Regions from separate parts of the Sus scrofa genome. Here all the other regions are linked to region 1. Evidence: chromatin contacts called from public HiChIP or PLAC-seq data. All regions are on one chromosome and are shown on one strand. Each heading gives the region's core, a stretch centred on a gene start, on an enhancer-like site or on the middle of the called end of the contact. The rest is flanking DNA. Distances are from core to core; before and after follow the strand shown.

The links. HiChIP or PLAC-seq counts read pairs in DNA pulled down with a chosen protein or histone mark.
Region 2: an H3K27ac HiChIP or PLAC-seq map of alveolar macrophages shows a contact between it and region 1. The contact joins two enhancer-like sites. A contact is called at or near these places in 2 of 47 Hi-C or Micro-C datasets (embryonic fibroblasts and heart right ventricle) and 2 of 2 datasets of contacts at active chromatin or transcription factors (alveolar macrophages and skeletal muscle).
Region 3: a contact with region 1 is called in an H3K27ac HiChIP or PLAC-seq map of alveolar macrophages. The contact joins two enhancer-like sites. A contact is called at or near these places in 1 of 47 Hi-C or Micro-C datasets (epiblast stem cells) and 2 of 2 datasets of contacts at active chromatin or transcription factors (alveolar macrophages and skeletal muscle).
Region 4: an H3K27ac HiChIP or PLAC-seq map of alveolar macrophages shows a contact between it and region 1. The contact joins two enhancer-like sites. A contact is called at or near these places in 2 of 5 promoter capture datasets (fetal skeletal muscle and liver), 20 of 47 Hi-C or Micro-C datasets (alveolar macrophages, embryonic fibroblasts, epiblast stem cells and 9 more) and 2 of 2 datasets of contacts at active chromatin or transcription factors (alveolar macrophages and skeletal muscle).
Region 5: a contact with region 1 is called in an H3K27ac HiChIP or PLAC-seq map of alveolar macrophages. The contact joins two enhancer-like sites. A contact is called at or near these places in 1 of 5 promoter capture datasets (liver), 6 of 47 Hi-C or Micro-C datasets (alveolar macrophages, epiblast stem cells, liver and 2 more) and 2 of 2 datasets of contacts at active chromatin or transcription factors (alveolar macrophages and skeletal muscle).

The regions. Positions count from the first base shown.
Region 1 is chr14:28,589,686-28,592,536 of Sscrofa11.1, forward strand. No RefSeq gene overlaps it. Among named protein-coding and RNA genes, the nearest start is that of NCOR2, 52 kb to the right of the region's middle. Within about 2 kb of position 1,411, at least 63 of the 83 cell types and tissues checked have an H3K27ac peak or open chromatin away from gene starts, as enhancers often do. A contact at or near this core is called in alveolar macrophages, epiblast stem cells, fetal skeletal muscle and 4 more, where this site is marked.
Region 2 is chr14:28,724,745-28,727,475 of Sscrofa11.1, forward strand. NCOR2 (nuclear receptor corepressor 2) reads left to right here. Exons shown (of 49, transcript NM_001044576.1): 14 at 1,504-1,558. Among named protein-coding and RNA genes, the nearest start is that of NCOR2, 83 kb to the left of the region's middle. Within about 2 kb of position 1,362, at least 57 of the 83 cell types and tissues checked have an H3K27ac peak or open chromatin away from gene starts, as enhancers often do. A contact at or near this core is called in alveolar macrophages and skeletal muscle, where this site is marked.
Region 3 is chr14:28,758,545-28,761,281 of Sscrofa11.1, forward strand. The region is part of intron 18 of NCOR2 (nuclear receptor corepressor 2); the gene reads left to right. Among named protein-coding and RNA genes, the nearest start is that of RFLNA, 81 kb to the right of the region's middle. Within about 2 kb of position 1,312, at least 63 of the 83 cell types and tissues checked have an H3K27ac peak or open chromatin away from gene starts, as enhancers often do. A contact at or near this core is called in alveolar macrophages, epiblast stem cells and skeletal muscle, where this site is marked.
Region 4 is chr14:28,402,161-28,404,938 of Sscrofa11.1, forward strand. No RefSeq gene overlaps it. Among named protein-coding and RNA genes, the nearest start is that of SCARB1, 100 kb to the left of the region's middle. Within about 2 kb of position 1,276, at least 26 of the 83 cell types and tissues checked have an H3K27ac peak or open chromatin away from gene starts, as enhancers often do. A contact at or near this core is called in alveolar macrophages, fetal skeletal muscle, liver and 3 more, where this site is marked.
Region 5 is chr14:28,426,581-28,429,280 of Sscrofa11.1, forward strand. No RefSeq gene overlaps it. Among named protein-coding and RNA genes, the nearest start is that of SCARB1, 130 kb to the left of the region's middle. Within about 2 kb of position 1,446, at least 5 of the 83 cell types and tissues checked have an H3K27ac peak or open chromatin away from gene starts, as enhancers often do. A contact at or near this core is called in alveolar macrophages, where this site is marked.

The DNA of each region.
Region 1 (2,851 bases), core at 161-2,660:
CTGGCTTTTTGCCTGTGGATTCCCATGGGCAGCCTGGAGCTGGTGGGGCCAGAACGTGAAGGGAGGGGACATCAATTCCCTTCTGTTCCAAACTGCAAATGGCTCCTTGCCCCTCCGCAGACACTTCCCTTTTTTCCAGGTTTCATCAGTCTCAGGTGTTTCCCCCCATGCTCTCTAGAAAAAAGAACACAAGCAGCCTTGTGGGGGCCAAGAGGGACACTTCGCGACAAGGGAGGCAGGCAATCCCTGCATGCTGGCAGGCGGCGGGAGGCACACCCCGGGCCCTGGAAACCGCACGGCGGCCTCCCCACCACAGCCATTCCCCACTCCCCCTGGGGGTTCTCAGATGTTGGCAGATGGCAGAACTGAATCTGCTGAGACGTCGCTCCAAAAAAGGAAAGTTGAACTGAAAAAAAAAAAAAAATTCAAACTCTCCTACTTAGGGGAAAGCAGAGGAGGAGGGAGGGTCGGTCGGGGCTGCCAGTGCCCTCTACTGTTTAAATAGATCTCCCCTGGGTTTGAAAGGGCAACCTAGGAGGGGTAGGAGGGGGTAAATGAGGACACACAGTTGTCAGGGCCACCAGTGGGGTTTCTGCTGGAGCTGGGAGAGCCTGCTGTGTGCCAGGGGACTGTCCACATGTGTGCTTGTCTCTGACCCTGCCTGCTTGTGCACTGCGAGCCGGACCACAGGCTTGCAGCATCAAGTCTGTGCATTTGTGTCCCAGAAAGTCCCCAAATGGGAGTTCACACTGAGTCCCTACTGTGAAAGGGTAGAGCACAAATAGGCAGAAACCCGGGCCCTCTGGAAACGGACATTACAGTGTGTGTGACTGCCTCCGTGTGCGAATTCCTGCCTGGAGTTTGTTTATCTGTGAGTGACCTTATGTCTTCTGAGTCTATGCCCCAGGCCACGCGCACGTCTGCGGAGCGTTGCGAGTTTCCCAGCGTGTTCACCTGGGTTAGACCTCCTCTCTGCAGAGGCCCAGTGTGTGCACGTCCACTCGTGAGAGCTCTGCACCCTACTGTGTGCCACAGCCTCCGAGTGAACTCTCCTCCGTCTGTGTGTCCCTGCGCATCTGTGTGCGTCCCTTAAAGGCCTGGTGTGTGGCCCTCCCCTCACGCCCCCTCCCCGTCCACAGGCCACTCCTGAGTTATAATTTAATAGCTGAAACGCGATTCCAGTTAAGTATCCGGGGCTGGAGAGGAGGGGGCGGGATGGGGAGGCGCTTTCTCCCTCCTTCCTCCTTCGGGGAGCTGCTAAAAAGAAACTCGGCGTGGCGCCCAAGTGTGTGTGTGTCTGTGTGGCAGCGTGTGCACGCGCGAGTGGGTGCGCGCAGGCCCAGGGGGAGGCGACGCGGGCCCTTTAAGGAGCCCGAGGGGGCCGGGCCGGGGCGCGTCGGTGCGGGCGGGGAGCCAGGAGCGGGGAGGCCGAGCCACCGCCTCCCGGGCTCCCGCCCCGCCCCCTCCTCCCCCTGCCACCGCCACCGCCGCCGCCGCCGCCGCCGCCGCCGCCGCCGCCGCCGCCGCCGCCGCGGAGCGGAGCCGCGGGCAGGCCGGCCGCACCGGAGCCCCGCGTCCGCCCGCGCCCCGCCAGAGTCCGTGCGCCCGCGCCCTGCGCCCCGCGATGCGCGCCAAGTTGCGGACCGGGGACCGGGGGCTGGCGCCCTAGGAGGCGGCGGCGGGAGGATCGCGTCCCGGCTGGAGGCTGGGCCTGCTGTGAGCCCCCAGCCCGTTCGGCACCGCCACTTGCCTGAGCGCCCGGGCGGCCCGAGCGCACCTCGAGGCCGGGTGCTGCTGCCGCCACCTCTGCGAGGTGAGTTGGGGCCCGGGGTCCCCGCGGAGGGCCGAGGTGAGGTGCAGGGCGCGCTTCCGGGGGAATCGGGGAAGATCTGGCGGCGCACGCGGCGGAGTTGGCGGGGCCCCTGCGCTCCCGAGTTGGCGCTCTCGGGGGGTGGCCTGCTGGGGAGCGAGGCGCCCCATCGACACTGCGGCCCGCGTGCGTGGGGGTGCCGGGGAACTTAGGGGAACTCCAGCTCCCTAGCGAGGGGGCGGGAAGGAGGGAAGTGGCGTGGGGGTGGGTAGGCGGGCGGGGGGCGCCCTGGAACTGCGCAGGGCAGCCCCCCAACGTGTGCTACAGCCCTGGGGGCAATGCCGCCATGCGCTTCCTTCCTACCCTAGCAGCTTCTCACTTGGAGGGTGACACTGCGCCTTATTTTCCAGAGGGCAGCGCAGGTTTGCGGAGCCCCCGGAGATGGCACCCTCAGCTCCCTGGCCTGGCTGCTGTGGAAGGCACACGGGGGTGGGGTTCCCGCCAGCCGAGGGGGGCTGGTTTCTGGCGGTGATCGCTCCTGGGCGAGGAACCTGAGGGCTCTGGATGGGGGTCCCCGGGGACAGGCGCCCCTTGCTTCCCCCTCCCCCGTGGGCCAGTGTTCCTGGTGTCTGGGCCTGCCTCCCGCGGCTGGTGACGCCTCATTGGGCCGCCTTCTGGTCCCTCCCCCGGGCTGTGCGGATACTTGGGATGCCACTAGTTTGGGAAGTTGGAATTCAGAGATGATCCCACTTGGGTTGGAACCGGAGGCCCCACGGCCTAATGCTGGGGGAGCAGCCCCAGAGACTTGCGAGGAGTTGGGGGGCCAGTTGGACTCGCCTTCCCCACCCTGGACGCTTGCAGGGAAAAGCTCGAGGGAGGGAGGGAGGGCCAGGCGGGGCGGGAGGGAGAGACACGCTGTACCTGCGAGCTGCTGTCGCCCGGGCCCAATTAGCGTGGGGCGCCCGGCGTTATTTTTACATTGTAGGTTTATTTTTTTGGAAGCGAGTGCCCTCCCGCCGCCTGTCGCGCGCTCTGGCGCTC
Region 2 (2,731 bases), core at 112-2,611, 140 kb after region 1:
CTCTGTTAATCCAGTAGCTGAAGAAGGGGGGACCCAGGCTGGGCAGGTATCTGCTGGGGCCCCCCTATGACAGCTTGCACCTTTTAAGGTTCTCGGAGACCTCTTGTTTTCAGCAGAATTAATAGCACTTGGGGCCTTTGACAGTTGTGTACCAGTGGCGTAGAACTCCACCAGTTACTGGCTTTGTGACTTGGAGCTTCTATTTCCCTTGCCTGAGCCTCAGTTTCCACATCTGTAAAATGGATGTAGTCACAGTGTCTCCTTATTCAGCGTCTCTAGGTGCTCAGTGCATAACAATCAGTAAACGTCGGCGGAGGGTATAGGTTGGAGGGGGGTGAAACAGGTGCCCTAAGAGATTCTCAAGTTTGATTCCTGGTCTCCTGGGGACTCTCCCTCTGCTTGGGGAAACCTTGAGGAAAGGATTCGGGGGGAAGGAAGTGTCACTTGGGCAGGGAGAGGAGGGGAAGGGAAGATTTTTTCTGTCTGGAAAAGAAAGGCGTTGGGGTGTTTCCAGCTTTGCAAACTGCCTGAGGCAGGTTCCTAGGCTGGGAAGCCTGCCTGGGACTCGGACTCGCGGCTTCCTCTGGGAAGAGAGAAGAGGCCGTTCCGGATTCTCCAGTGTCTGGTTGGGAAGCAGGGGAGGGGCCCCCTGGCTGCCTGCCCAGCCATCTGGAGGGCTGGGCAGGACGATCGCCAGGCGCTGGCCCAGGCTCCCTCCCGGGGTCCCAGGGCCCCTGCCTTGCCAGCAGCCTCTTCTCTCCCTGGGGGAGACCTCAGGGCCGGTGGTGCTTCTTGGGGACGGGCAGGCCGAGGCTCCGCCCAGCCTCCCCAGAGCCCCAGAGCAGCCTTGACCCACATCTCCACCCCCGCTGTCCGCCTGCTCCTGTGGCCCTGACATTTCAGCCAGGCCGAGCTCTTTCCCAGTAATTCTCCTGGCAGCTCAGGAAGCCAGCTGGTGGGGCGCCAGCTCCCCGCCACCCCTCCAGCTTCAGTCCCTTCTTGCCTCCTCCTGGGCTGGCTTGCCTTCTGCCTGCCTCCCTGCGGGCGCCCAGAGCCTCTGCTCCCACCTCTCCCGGGGAGGCCCGGCGGCCTCACCAGTCCTGCCCTGTGACCTCGCCAGTGGGGGCCCCTGAGTGGGCCGGGCAAGGCCCAGCTTCCCAGGCCCAGCCGGAGATAGAAACAAAAGCAGATTTTAAAAGGGGGGGAACCCCAGCAAAGGGCTGCATGTAATGTCCTCATTTTTCCTGGAACCCGCCTCCAGCAGGACAAACAAATGTATTTTCAAAGGCGCTAAAACCAGTGACTCACTCCAAGGAACGCCCTCTCTTACCCCTCGGTCCCGCCCGCAGCCCTTCCCACACCCCCCTGGGCTTAATTGCTCCGAGTGGGGCGGCGCCCGTCCAGCCGGGCCAGCGGAGATGGCAGGCGCCCGGGAGCTCGGCGGCTGCCCAGCCGGGAAGCTCCTCTCGTCCTGGTCTCAGGGCCGCCCTTCTCTCCCTACAGGTTCATGCAGCACCCCAAGAACTTCGGCCTGATCGCATCATTCCTGGAGAGGAAGGTAAGTGCCTGCCTGCTAGCCCTGCGCCATCCGTCCCTTTTGGCGTCCACTCCTGCCGCGGCCTCCTGGGCCGGGGAGAAGGACCCTCCCACCCCGCCCACGAGGCCTCTGCCTGCTTGCTCCTTGCTTTCCTTACTGTGTCTGCGAGCACTTCCCTCCTTCCTCCCTCCTGGGAGAAGCAGCCACAGGCCCCGCCCCGGCCCTGGGGGTGGAGCTAAGGCCGGGAAACCCCAGGAGAGCTGTGTGCACTGCAGGCTTCTCCAAAGACCGCTCCTTAGACAGGGCAGCCAGCATCCTGACAGATTGGGCTCAGGTTCCAGAAGCCATATGCCATGCCTGGCCTCCTAGTTAAGGCTGGATGGGCAAGAGTGGTTGTCCTCTGGGGTCCTGGACAAAGTGACCCTTCTAGTCCCTCTGATGGTCACTCTATGTTGATAACCCTGATGCCAACCCTGGCGTGTGGCTGGCAAGTCCTCATCCCCACTGAGTAGACCTTTACATAGAACTGACACTCGAGGAGTTCTCTGGTGGTGCAGTGGGTTAAGGATCTGGTGTTGTCACTGTAATGGCACAGGTTTGATTGTTGGCCTGGGAACTTCCACAGGCCGGGGTTAGGCCAACCACCCCCCCCACACACACAGACATTTGCACCCCACCTTGGCCCCAAACCCAGCCTGGGGCAGCGCCTCTCTCTGCTCTGGCTCCCGTTAGCAGGTGGATACAAAGCATCCCAGAGAATGGGAAAGCCCCCTTTTATGCACCCACGAGGCTGGCCTAGGCAGTGGCTGGATCAGCCACAGGTAGGAAGGAGCTGGTCTGGGGGCTGGATGTGGCCCTAGGTCACAGTTGGCCATTGGACTCCACATCATCAGGGCGGAGCCAGACAAGCTTCCTGAAAAGATTTACTTTCTGGAGTTGCCATGCTGGGTGTTCTAAGCAACGTTTCCCTAAATCTTGTTTCTCAGAGGTGGGGTGCCCGCCCACCCCCAGCTTTGCAAATACCCAGCTGCTGGAGGCCTCACACTTCCTTGCTGTGGGAGGGCGGTCGGAGCAGGATCCGGGCGGTTATTTTAAAGGGTAACAGTTGTTCCCAGCATCTGCCCTTAATGAGCTGATAACCATAGAAGGAGGGAGATGGGGCAGTGTGGGGAAATGAAATCTCTCCCTGCCTGA
Region 3 (2,737 bases), core at 62-2,561, 170 kb after region 1:
GAGGAGGTCTTTGGATGTTATTTGCAGAGCTTTGGGTCATCATTGTAAGATCTGAGCAGAGGAGTGACATGATGGGATGGGTATCCTTAAAAGCTCACCTGGCCTCCCTTGAGGAGAACGGATCGTGGGCAGCACGTCCCAGGTCCCCCACACGGTTGGAATGTGTGGCCCTCCCCTGGTGGTATGCCCGGAACCCAGGATGAGGGCTGGGGGTAGGATGTGCGACGGGGAGGGGGCGAGCGGGAACAGGAGTGCTTCAGAGACCTGTGGCCTATTGTTCCTTGGGTTTTGTGAGCAGGATGGAAAGGCTGAGGGCCAAAGGGACAAGCAGGTCAATGACCCCAGAGTTGGAGAAATCGGTCGTGACCTGGATCTCGATCCAAAGTTCAACCCAGTTAACTTTCAACCTCCTGGGAGCTGCCTGGGGCGTCCATAGCAGGTGTTTGTATGGGACGCAGGCTGACCTGGCTGTCACGGGTGTCTCAGTGAGGAAGGAAAGAGGACGCCCTAGAGAGCCAGCCCTCTAGCAACTCCAAACCCTCCTCCCACCCTCAGTGATTGGAGGTCTCATTTGCACTTAGAAGAGGCTCCTCAAATAGAGTCCCCCATCTCGAGGGCCTGGTCACCTTGGCAGCATCAGGCCGGGTTGGGGGCAGACCACAGGTGGAACCAGCACTGGGGAATGACAGCGGAAGAAGCTGTTTGCTCCTGTCTGCTGGGGTGGAGAAGCTCTGTTTTTCTGAACCCTCATCTGTTCTTACCGCTGCTGACGCCGCCACCGCCACGGATGGGGAGAGAGGGAGGGGGGGAGAGCCTGTGCCAATTTGGCCCGCCCCTTCTGAACCTGGGCTTCTGCCACACTCCCCCGCCCCGCCTGCTCCTGCGAGCCTCCGTCTGGAGGTCACATTCAGCCCTGACGCGCCTCGCTGGGTCAGGCAGCAGGAAGATCAGCCGATCCCAGGCTCTCTGTGAGGCTGCCCAGGCACTGCTACCTGACAGGCTGGGGTCTTTGGACTCTGTCCTCAGAGTAGGGAGGTGTCAGGGGTCTGGGGACTGAGCACCGGTATTGGGCACATTGGTGCCCTAAGGAGGCGAGGACGCTGTGCTTCCTGGTGACGCCTGGCACAGGGCACCGAGCACACAGCCGACAGCTTCTCGCCACCCGCCCCCATCGGCGAAGGGCACCTCGCACGCCTGCAGCTGCGGGGGGCACGGCTCAGGGGTGGCAGCGCCGGAGGAGCCCTGGGCCACCACGGCGCGCAGCACGGAGCTGCTTCCCCGCCCTTCCCGGAGCCAGCCTCCGCCTGCCGCCCTCCCACCGCCCGGCCCCTCCCTCTTCCCCCCTCCCTCGCGCGTTGGACGAGAAGGATGTGAGGCAGAGCTGAGCCGCCAGCAGACGCCAGCCAGAAGCCTTGCGGAGCCGGCACCACGGCCGCCCAGCCTCCCGCCTCCCAGCCCGCTGCTCCCAGCTCCGATCCCTGGAGCATCCTCCAAGCCGTATGTTTCCGGAAAACTTGGCCGAGGGGGAGACGCAGATGAGAGGATGTGAGTGAGTGGCTCCGGGGAGGGGATGAGGGGGGTGCTTTGTGCCACGGTGACAGGGACCCCCCCCAGGGCCGGCGACTTGGGAGTTCTAACCCGTGAGATCTCACCGTCTTTCTCTTGGCGCCCCTTCCCCTGCCTCTGGCTGTGGGGCTGGGTCTTTTCAGGAAGGAGGGAAGTGCTTGGGTCTGTGTTTGGGGCAGGCAGGTCTTGGGGGTCTTGGCTGGCACATGCTTAGAGGTGCTCTCTCCAGGTAGACAGGGTGGGGGGGGCTTTCAGCTGCGTCTAGTCCCGGTGGTCTCCAAGGCTTGGTGGGACCTATAGAGCACCACCCTGAGCCCGGCATCCTCAGTCTGGGGTTCCCAGAACCAGAACCAGAAGGAAAACTCTCCACCCCCATCGCAGGGACCCTGGCCAGTAATATTAGGACACTCACCCTAGTCCTTCACACAGCAGTTAAAGAAACTGAGGCCCCAGAGCAGAGGGGGTGGTGGAGACCCCACAGCAGTTCTGGCCAAGGCTTCTGGACCACTCAGTCCAGTGTTCCTTCACCAGTAGTTTCGGGGGAGAGCTGGGTGACCCCCCCTGCCAAGCTCCTGCTCCAGGAGTGAGGTTAATTAGGACCCTAAACCCCCCCCCCCCGCCCGAAGCCAACTCTAAGCCGCTTCTTTATTTATGTGTTGAGTTGTAAATGTCAACCTGTGGGGGGGGTCCTGCCACCCCCTGGGCCCTCGTTCCCCTCACCCCACACCCCCCAGCAGGCCCAGATGGGAGACCCGCCCTCTCCCTACCGGGGTTCCGGCCGACGTGTTTGCCTGGGTTCTCTTGGCCCCGGCTGGGGAAATATAAATAAACGCGTCCCCGTCGTCCTCCGCCAGGTTCTGTGGAAGTGGCAGCTGCTGCTGGCGCGGGCAGAAGGAAAGGTCAGGGGGCTGGGTTACACTTGATCCCACGCCCCGGCCCTCCCCTCTGTGCCTGTCCTTGAGGAACCCTGAGGAGCTGCCGAGGAGCCACGTGGCCCCATGGCCTTCACGGGGGAGCAGGTGGCCTGTCAGTCCAGCACCACCCCCACCCCGCTGGGTCCAGAGGCGGGAGAGCAGAAAACTTGGGTTCTGATGTCCACTTGGGCCCCTGGCCCATCCTACAAGCTTGAGAGTTGCTGTGATCCCTTGAGCCTTGGTTTCCCCCGTCCTAG
Region 4 (2,778 bases), core at 26-2,525, 190 kb before region 1:
CCGCCAGCCTACACCACAGCCACAGCAACATCTGAGCCACATCTGTGACCTATGGTGAAGCTGGCAGCAACGCCAGATTCTTAACCCACTAAGTGAGGCCGGGGATTAAACCTGCATCCTCTTGGACGCTATGTCAGGTTCTTAACCCACTGAGCCGTGACAGAAACTCCTGTTTTCAACCCTTGATATGAGCTCCTCTCATTGTCCTCATAACCCAGGTAAATGCCTTATCATCGCTGTCCTCATTTTACCCATGAGGAAACAGGCTCCGAGGTAGAGTAAAAGTCCAAGGACTTAATGACTGGCAGGTGTCAGAGTCCGGATTTGAGTCTCAATGGCCAGGTCCAAGGCATGTGTTCTCAGCTACTGTCTGAACATCTCTTGTGGTTCAGTTAACCAAGACCTGTCACTGTTTTTTTTTTTGTTTTTTTGTTTTTTTTGGCCATGTCCTCAGCATGTGGAAGTTCCCGGGCCAGGGATCAAACCTGCACCACAGCAGTGACCCAAGTCACAGCAGTGACAACACCAGACCCTTAACCCCCTGCATCACCAGGGAATTCTGGGAAATGGTTTCTGTCACTAGCCGCCAGAGACCTCATCTCTAGTATCCCTTCTGGAATCAAGCTAGGAAAACCAGCTTCGAGGAACATCATTTCCAACCACAGGTACAAATGGGTGCTGCTTCTGGAGAACCTGAGATTGAAAGACTCATTCCAACCCCCAGCGCAAGCCCAACTCCATCCACAAAGAGGCTCTGCATGCCAGGCACGTGCCCAGCGTCTCCCAGATAAGCCCCCAGCAGGGGACCCTCCAGGCTCATTCCAGAGAGGTTGCGAATGGGAGGGGAAGAAGAGCAGTCCGAATAACCATTTCTAAAAATAGTGCTTGGCTCCCTCCCACCCACAACAAAACCCCAAAGAGAGGGCAAGAGAGATCCAGGAAGCCTCCCTGGATGTTTGCCAGAGGGATGGCTAAGGTCTGCTGCTTCAGTGAGGGTGGGGGCCCTTTCTCTGACTTTCCCCTCTGAGGGCTCAAGTGCCAGCTCCTGAGGGTTCCAGGCGTGTCTGTCCTGAGGGCGAAGGCCAAATGGCAGTGTCTTGGAATCTGGACTCAGAAGTGTTTCCAGATCTCCTGGGTCCATTCGTCATGAAGCCTGAGCTGCTGCAAACTTCTGGGTTGAAGAGGAAAGTGGGGGTGGGGGGAGCTTCGAGATGGAGATGTTTGTTTTTCACTTCAAGTGACAGATGTTTGAGCAATATTAGCCACGATGCACTTTTCTGCAAACTAGATCTCATGCACCTCCCCGACTTCCATTACGAAATGCAACTTCCACTCCCCCAGGGAAAACATCTCAGCAGATGGGTTGAAACAGTGTGGTCTGGAAGGCGTTCGCGTGGTGGCTGGGACCATGGCAGGCTCTCAGAACTGTGGAACATTCTTCTGGTCTCTGGGCTCTTCCGTCTGGGTCCGTGGCCCGCCCCATCTGCTCTTCCCCGGGCTGCTGGAATTTCTTCCATTTTAGGGGACGGGAACTTCCAGAAGAGACACGGATCTCTGGCCCTGCTCAGGGTATGCTCAGCCTTGTGGGCTCTGGCTGAGGCAGCAGCATCTGTTTGGGGGAAGGACGTGGTTTCTCCCATGATATCAGGCTCAGAGATTAGGTAGACGGCAGGGTTTGGAACCTAGAGCCATTTGCGGAAGAGGCCTGGCCATGCTGTATCCTTCAGGCAAGTCACTTGTGCCTCTCTGTGCATGTACCCCTCTCTGTCCGACAGGAGTTTTTTTTTTTTTAAACCATGAATTCATTTATTTACGTATTTATGTATGTATGTATGTACTTATTTATTTTTTTACGGCTGCACCTGTGGCACATGGAAGTTCCCAATCTATGGGTTGAATCAGAACTGTGACTGCCACAGCAACTCTGGATCTGAGCCACACCTGTGACCTATGCCACAGCTTGTGGCAATGCCAAATCCTTAACCCACTGAGTGAGGCCAGGGTCCAACCCATATCCTCATATATGATATGTCAGGTTCTTAACCTGCTGAGCCCCAGCGGGAACACCTCCAGCAGGAGTTCTAATTCCTGCCCCATTGATTTCACAGTTTCTCATGAGGATTGTAAAGGACATTTTATGCACCTCAAGATGAAAAATAGTTTGAAAAGACTTTCAAATGGGTCACAAAGTACTCCTGGAAGGAACCCAAACATTCAGGACGTGGTTTATTGAAGTATTTCCAAGGTCTGGTAGAGCTGAGCTGTAAAACCGGACACTACCAGAAGGTGTCGCTGTCAAATACAGCATGGGCATTCTCCCCTGCGAATCACTGGCAGATATCCTAGTGCCTAAAACCGGCTTTAAGTGGTTATGTGTATATCAGGGGAGGTGAGTTCAAATGCCCTTGGAGCTAAGCAGCATGTAAATTTGCTCAGAAGGCCAGGTATTTCTCCTTTGAGTGGTAGGGTAGCTAGTGGGGGAAGGTTTTATCTGCCCAAAGCTTAGCTAGAGACCTAGTGGGTGTGGCTGGGGACAGTGATGCTTTCACTCTCCAAAGCGGCATCTTTTCTACACTTTTAAAGGCACACAGTTGACACTCGTTATTGCAAAGACTGCAATGAAATTATGTTAAAGTGTGAAAGTGAGGCTGTTACATCTGTAGTTCAAGAGAGTGGCATTTTGTGTGTTGGGCTCTGGGCTAATGACACCCCTCCCTCTAGACTCCAACGCAGGCTGCCTTTCTGTCATCTGAGAACCTGGCTTTGTCTGCAGTCACG
Region 5 (2,700 bases), core at 196-2,695, 160 kb before region 1:
GATAGTGTCAGTAAATGGCAGAATTTCTTAACTGACACTTTTTTAATTTTAATTTTTTCTCATTTTAATTTCAAATTTTTTTTGGCTGCCCCAAGGCATATGGAGTTCCCAGGCCAGGGATTGAATCTGAGCTGCAGCTATGACTTACACTGCAGCTGTGGCAATGCCAGATCCTTAACCCCCTGCACTGCGGCAGGAACTCCTCATTTTAATTTTTTTAATCTCAGTTTTGCTGAGAATTCACATACGATGTAATTCACCTTCTTAAATCATGCAATTCAATGGATCTTAGTCTATTCACAGAGCTGTGTCCTTATCACCCTGATCAATTTTAGAACATTTGCATCGTCCCTGAAGGGCAATCCCCTACCCATCAGCGGTCACCCCATTACTTCCTCCCCTGCCTCTGGCAACCACCAATCTACTTATTGTCTCCATGGATTTGCCCTTTCTGGGCATTTCACATCCATGGCATCACACAACGTGGGACCTTTCATGTCTGGGTTCTCTTGTTCACCATTAGATTTTCAAGGTTCATCCACACTGTAGCCTGTTGCATCATGTCATTCCTCTTTATGGCTGAATCCTATTCCATCATTGAAAGGACCACATACTGTTTATTCATCCATCAATGGACATTTGGGTTGTTTCCCATTTGGTTTTTTTGGCCTTACCCGAAGCATGTGGAAGTTCCCTGGCCAGGCATTGAATCCAGACGGCAGCTGTGACCTGTGCCATGGCTGCAGCAACACTGGATCCTTAACCCACTGCACCACAGCAGGAGCTTCCTGTTTCTTTCTTTCTTTTTTCGTAACTAAAGTATATACACATGTTTGCATGTGTGGATGTTTGCGTTGTGTGGATGTTTGCGTGAACAAATGTTTCCATTTCTCCTGGGACTGTTGATGTTGAGAACACGGGTCACTCTGTTGCAGGGAGCTTCCTGGGCACGCAAGATGGTGAGCAGCGTCCCTGGAGCCTACCCACTAGATGCCAGTCACGTACCACACCCAACCAGTCATGACAAGCTGAAATGTCTCCAGACATCCGCCGGAGGCAAATTCACGCTTAGGAAATCACTGGGGTTGAATGAAAACACCTAGCCCAGAAGACTACGCATAACATGACACCCTTGTTATGATGCTCGCAAACAACTCGAACTCCATACTATAATCTTCAGTGCCCCGCTTCTTAAGGTATGGTCCCCAGTAACAGTGGCGGCACTGTCCCCACGAAAGGTGTTAGAAATGCCAATTCTTGGACCTTGCTCCGGACCTGCAGAATCAGACACTCTGGGGCTGGGGCCTGGAATCTATCTTCACAGCTGTCCTGGTGATTCTGAGCCCACTGAAGCCTGAGAAGCACAAGTGTGGACACACACATAAACAGATGCCCCCAGTAATCTTCATGCAAAGAAGCAAGGGAATGGGAATTCAGGACCTGGTGTTGTCACTGCTGGGGCATGGAGTCAATCCCTAGCCCAGGAACGTTTGTATACTGGGGGGTGGGGGGAGGGGTGGGCAGCCAAAACCGAAACAAAACAAAACAAAAAAAAGAAGAAGCAAGGAAATGACAAACGTAAATTCTGGGTGCTGTGCCTGGCCTGAAGTGAGGACAAAATAGTTGCTCATGAGATCAAGGAAAGGTGCTTACATGGCTGGGGAGAGGGGACCCATGGGGAACTGCATGAGGCACAGTCTTGTCCCTGCCCTGGGAACAGTGTCACATGAGTGTCCATTGTATTACAGAACAATAAGTTCAAAGGTACAGAAAGTGGTGAAGAGCTAGACAAAACTATAAAATAAAAAACATGCCAGGTGGGAGTTCCTGCTGTGGCGCAGTGGATCAATAGTTATGGCTCGGATTAGATCCCTAGACGGTGAAAAAGAAAACAAAAACAAAAAAACCCGGCCAGGTACCCACCAACAAAGGGAGTGAGTCAGGAGACGATGGTTAACCCAATTTTGTGCATCTGCGGTCATTCAGAACCAAGGCTGGCTATTATTGCCATGTTCAAGTTGATTCATCCAAAAGGGAAGGGGGGATCTTGACACGCCCACCAAGAGCTGACCTTTGCTGTCTATTAGTCACTTTCCTTTTTCAGACACCTCTTCTTGGCCTTAGAAATTAGGAGTAGTTGCTGTGTTCCCTGGGCGGCTCAGTGGGTTAAGATCTGGCATTGTCACTGTTGGCGCCAGGATTCGATCCCTGGCCTGGGAACTTCTGCATGCCACAGTCAAGGACAAATAAAAAAAATTAGGAGCAGTTGCTTTGATGATTTTTTTGTTTGTTTTTTTTGGTCTTTTTGTCTTTTCTATGGCCGCACCATGGCATATGGAGGTTCCCAGGCTAGGGGTCCAATCAGAGCTGTAGCCGCTGGCCTACGCCACAGCCACAGCAACACCGGATCCTTAACCCACTGAGCGAGGCCATGGATTGAACCTGCAACCTCATGGTTCCTAGTTGGATTCGTTTCCACTGTGCCACAACGGGAACTCCTGCTTTGATCTTTTGAGCAACATCTCTATGTGCCAGATCTATGTTAGCTAAGCACCCCCAGTCATACTGGTGCATGGTGTCCCATTTTACAGTTGGAGAAACTGAGTCTCAAAGCTTAAGTGATTTGCTTGAGGTATTCAGAGACATGGGAATAGAGCCAGACCTCAGTGAAGGTCTGTCTATGGCTGGACCTCCAGGGGC